2 separate regions of the Arachis hypogaea genome follow, and region 1 is linked to region 2. A link is a contact called in public Hi-C data. All regions are on one chromosome and are shown on one strand. The core of a region is the stretch at or near the end of the contact, and the rest is flanking DNA. Distances in the headings are between cores, read along the strand shown.

The links. Hi-C and Micro-C count contacts between places; a contact is called where the count stands out from the background.
Region 1: a Hi-C map of leaf shows a contact between it and region 2, with 2.0 times the contacts expected there. The contact joins the promoter of LOC112726592 here to the enhancer-like site in region 2. A contact is called at or near these places in 2 of 8 Hi-C or Micro-C datasets (both in leaf).

Annotation. Positions count from the first base shown.
Region 1 is chr12:6,447,545-6,450,356 of arahy.Tifrunner.gnm2.J5K5, forward strand. It overlaps LOC112726592, which reads right to left and starts at 1,261. Exons shown (of 1, transcript XM_025776034.3): 1 at 307-1,261. The coding sequence starts at 1,049. The coding sequence ends at 432.
Region 2 is chr12:6,328,149-6,331,089 of arahy.Tifrunner.gnm2.J5K5, forward strand. No RefSeq gene overlaps it. Among protein-coding and RNA genes, the nearest start is that of LOC112726588, 8.7 kb to the left of the region's middle. Within about 2 kb of position 1,308, at least 3 of the 3 cell types and tissues checked have open chromatin away from gene starts, as enhancers often do.

The DNA of each region.
Region 1 (2,812 bases), core at 11-2,510, 120 kb after region 2:
TTAAATACGAATAAGTGAATAACAGAGCACATACACGATAGTTTGTTTTGTTTACACCAAGTGATTATATTGAACAAGAAATGGGAATTATTTTTAATTTAAAAAAATCATAAAAAATCAATTAATACAGTCTAAATTTATTTTATTTAATATTTATTAATTTTTAAATTAATAAATATTAAATAAAATAAATTTGGTTAATTTTTTGTTATTAAATATTTTTATATTTTTAAAATCAAATTAATAATAAGAGTCCACTACATATTTAGATACTACAAACAAAAATTTTTTTACCTAAAAAAGAAATGAAGAAAAAAATCAAAAGCTAATATTTATCATCTACAGAAGCAAATAAAGTAGACAATAATTAGGGTTATTAAACAATAATAACAATAATTAAAAAAAAAAACTGAAAAAGGTAAAGCTAAATTTTAACTATCCACACCAAACGTAGAACCTTTACAACTGCTACTACACACGCTCCATTGATCGGAGTTAGTCATCGACGACGACGGCGCAACGCCGCTGCCGCACTTTGCCACCGTCCTCACACTCTCAATCAACGCCTCGGTCCTAGAATCTTGTGCAAGAATCTCCGACAGCTTCTCGGGGCTTATTACAAGCTTCACCTTCCACACACCCGTGTTGTTGTACCTAGGAAGAACCTCATGAGGTTCCCACCATGTGTTCTTGTTATTGTTAGGGTTAGGGTTTGTGTTCTTTTCACACGTGGACATTCTATATGGTGTTATGTTGGGATTATTGGTTTCGGTTATAGGTACCCTTTTGCTTGATGAAGATAATAATGTTGGGTTTAGAGGTAGGAGGTAGTAGATTTGGCCGCCATGGAGTTCTTCGCCGTTTGATAGAGGCTCTGATATCATGTTATGATACCTGCGAAAAATGCCATGGCCCGGAAACTCGTTTGTTATGCATTCAACTGTGATGGGAGAGTATAGCTCCATGATTCCACCATTTGAAGTCACTACTTTCACCTTCATGTCCTCCAATACACCATTTTGCAACCCTTTGAACACACAATTCCCCATTTTCTTTTTTTTTTTTGGGAGAAGATCAATTTTTTTTTTTTTTTTGAGATGGTGGATATTTGTTGATGTGATCTTAATATGAGGTTTTGATTAAATAAAGGATTTGGAATGGTGAGGGAGAGAAGGAATTGAACTATTGAAGGAGGTTTCTTGAGGGTTTCTTTCTTGTTTGACTAACCGACACAAAAAGGGATCAAATACTTTTCTTGTTTGTGATCAAGAACTAGATTACTTATATGAAGGAAATTGGATGTATATGGTGACAATAAGTTGGCTTTTATAGTGGGGTGGCCCCACTTGCATCATTAAGGAAGTAATTTATGGCAATTGTTTCTTTAGCACCATTGTTTATATTAGGAGTTAATTATTATATATGAGAAAAACATTCTTAGCTTGAAGATCATTGATGTCAAATAACTAAGATTTTTTAGATATGCTTTTGATGCAATTTTGTTAGATATTGTATGATAAAGTATGATATATTTTCATTACATTTATCTGTTAGATATAAGAGAAAATATAGGGAACAATATTTTTTTTTTGAATAACTTAAATGATTGGTTAAAAAAAATTAATTTTAATTTTAAAAATTAAATTTTGAATTAATTAGATATAATTTTTATTTTGAATGGTTAATGCGTCTGAAATACAATCTGTTGTTTACATTGTTCATATCTTATAATAATTTTATGTTTAAATACTAAGATAATTACTTTTAAAATTTTAAATAATTTTATTAATGATAAAATAATTTTTTAACTATTCATATGTATATGTGATTCTTTATGATGTCTCAATATTTTCTAAATAATAATATAATGTCTTAACTCTGAATATTAATAGCTCCTAATAAGTTATAGATCTTTTTAAATGATTTTGGACTGAGAAAACGCGTTATTGTATGTTATTTATAACTAACATGTCATTAATTATTTTGTTTAGTTATTATTGTATTTTTGTTACAGTAATATTAAGGAGATAATAATCTAAATTATTTTATTAAATTTAATATCTATAATTTTATATATTTATTATATCTGATATTATACATTTATTTTAGAAGTAATTAATAAATATAAAATAGACAAGTTTAGATTAATTTAGGCTGATTTTATTATTTTTTAAATATTTCTTCTGTTTTATTATATTCTTAGCATCTAATATTAAGGTGCTAATAAGATATAAATAAAATATTTGAGAGCACCTTTTTTCTTGATTGGGAGCATCTTAGCATTTGTCTTATAGCATGCATTATGATCATCCTTTATTTTGTGAAGGCAAATGGCAATTATAAGATACAAATTAATTAGATTTTGGTCAACGATGATATAGGGGGATCATGATTCACGGTCAACATGTCTCATTACGCTAATAATGCTGAACTTGTTTTCTATTCATTCATGGGGCGGGGTACTTGTATCCATTGTTTACCTTTGCTTTAGAAAGAGGACCCACTTTTCACCGACAGACAAAAAAACAAGATGAGTGAGGTGTTGCAAAAAGTAAAAGGTTTCAATATTTAAAAAAAAAAAAAGAAAAAGAAAAGTTTGGTTTTGATTTGGTAAACATTGTTCGTTTTAACCAAATTCTTTGATTAAATATTTAATTTTTTTTCAAGTAATTTATAAAAATTTATTTTTACAAGATGATTTTTTAAAATTATAAAATTTATAAATGGTAAATTAAATTAAAACTAATTTCTAATAAACATAAGCGATAATGAATATATTTAGTAAAATAATTTTTAAAATTTAAATAAACAA
Region 2 (2,941 bases), core at 58-2,557:
TAGTATCAAATTATTTCAAAATCGAACTAATTCCAATATTAAATCTTTTTCCAAAATCAACCAACTCCAATAACAAATTATTTACAAAAACCGAATCACACATCGTATACCATATAAACAATCCATCAGTAATTCATTCAGTCAATTCCTATCTTAAGGTCTTATAGTCTAAGTTTTCACGTGACATTAAATATTAACTACGAGAAAGCAAAATCATACCTTGACCGATTCCTTTCGAAGCTCGAAACACCTCAAAAACCCCTCCTTTCACAAGCTCCAACCTTTCAAACGTCAATCCTCAAGCCTAATTACCTGGATTTTGTTCCAAATCGCCCAATTAAACTCCAAATTAACCAGAACACAGTCTATTTCACACAATATCACTATAATCATCATAGGGTTCACTCACTCAATGATTCACAACGGTTCAACAGTTTCTTATCTTACCCACAGATTCAATTGGGCAAAACTCAATGATTATCCGCTACTAGAGTTCACCTAAACCATCAAAATTATTTAATTTCTCAGTATCGAAACTCAAAAATCTCGAAATTGAGGAGGAAAAGAATTGGGTGAGATATAAAATTTTTTTACCACTTTATTCGAATAGAATTAAAGAGAATTCTGAGACGAACACATGGCCGCTGACAGCTCGTCAATTGAAACTCCATATTGAAAGTTTCGACGATTGAATTTTTGGAAAGGGGTTAGATTTTCTCAACGTGATTTCTCTCTTCTTTGCGTGCCCAAGAGTGAAACGAGGGAAAAATAAAGCTTGCTGCTTAGTTTATAAGGTAGGTCAGTTTGGGATCGGTCCAACTGATTCGGTTTGATTTTAGATCAAAATCTTTAAAATTAGTGTCAAAATTCATTTTTTTAATATTTCTACTTCTCTAAATTATAAAAATTGATTATTTTAATTTTTTTAAATAATAATTTATTTATTTAATAAAATATTTTATTAAATTTGTAGAGTTTACAACAAACAGGAGAGTAGAAATTTGAAAATAGGTATTTAAATTTTAAATTATAAGACTCGACACATGTTAAACTAGTAAATAACATGAGTAGAACATTTGCTTTTTAACAAATTTCTCTTACATATAATAAATATAACTATGTTATCTCTAACTGAAATTTAATATATATATATATATATATATATATATATATATATATATATATAATTTTAATGTATATTTTTAAAGACATAATAAATTAGTATTACTGTATTAGGCTGCCTCCAAAACTAGAGGCTGTCTCCAACTATGTTGTAACTTTCTACGTTCCAAATTTGGGTCAAAGTGAAAATCCATTGGGCCCATAGTCCTATGAACTAACAGAAAAGGTTTTCACGTTTGTAGAAGAAATAGCCTAAACTAATTGTATCCAATAAAAGATAGCCCAAAAGAATAAAATTAGTTTATGCTGATAAATATGTAAAGAAAAAACATTTTGATTCTTTAAACTCTGAATTCAAAACCCAACAGCCAGTCCGAAAAGAACCCCAACAGAAACATTCGATAACCGGTGGCCTCAAAATCAACGTCAGATGCATGTACACCAAAAAAAAAAAAAAAATCAAGGTCAGATGCAATTGAAGCTTTGATTGAGTAGCAAAATATGATACATCTTAATATATTGCACTTAGGTTTGAACTTTGACAATAGTCAAATAGTTGATAAAATCCATAAGAATTCTGCCAGGGAACTAAGAGGAGTATAACTAATAATAAATCAATAAGTATATTTGTCGGATTGGGGGATACAGTGGAAACCAAAAAAAAATCAACAAGTATATTTAAACTATATTTTATATTAATTAATTGTCATTAATTATTAATTATTTAAATTTTATTTTTTTTAAATACAAAATTAATGATTATTAATTATCTTTTTTTACTTTAATTCATCTTTTATTATTTATTACGTAAATCCTAATTTTTCTTTAAAAAAAACGTTCAAACTCCAAAAAAAAAAACACCAAAATATAAGATAAAGAATTATCCAAATCCTAAAAAAAAAAGACATACAAAACATAGGAAAAAGAATTATCCAAATCCTAAGAAAAAAATACAGAACATAGGAAAAAGAATCATCCGAAATTTAAGAAAAAAAACATAAAAAACTAGTTAAAAGAATCATTCAAAACCAAATAGGAGAGGAGAAGAAGAAGAGCTGTAGAGTGACCGGCGACGACATTTTGGACGGGGTTGCGTGTGCGGTGGGAGACTCGTGGTAGCGCGTTGCGAAGAGGAAGCCAAGGAGGCCGCGCATCGCGAGTGGAGGAGTCGCCATGGATCAGAGTAGTTGATCGCGCGTCGTGAATGGGAGACTGGCCGTGGCTACGTCGCAACAGATGGGGGCCGTGGCGGTGCAGATGCGTCGGGACGGTGGACGACGGCGTCGACGAAAGAAGGATGGTGACGGGACGCGTGAAAGAGGCCGCGCAGCGCGACGAAAGACACGACGGTAGTCGGTGGGCGACGTCGTCAAAATTGCGTGGACACGGTAGGTTTAAGGAGGGAGAGATTCGACTGTTTTCAAATGAATAGAAAAGGATTAGATTTTTTATGGATTGTTTTTATTGTGTATTATAAATGTGATTAAAATAAATATAGAAAGAATCTTTTTTGAATTTTGAATTTTAATTTTTAAATTTTTATTTATTTATAAAATTTAAATTATAATAGAGTTGACTTATGTTAGTTTATACGAGGATTGTTTCTTATAATTTTTCAATCCTTAAATGTATCTATCAATTTGTGATGTTTAAAATTAGAAACTGTCTATTCCATAATAATAATAATAATAAAATCAAATTCAGACATTCTCGACCAAAAAAATAGTCAAGATCAAATTCAGATATTAAGATTGAATCTGAAATGTTCCAATTAAAATTTTGTACATCGTGTTTTACTCATGTGGACCACTAAGATTAG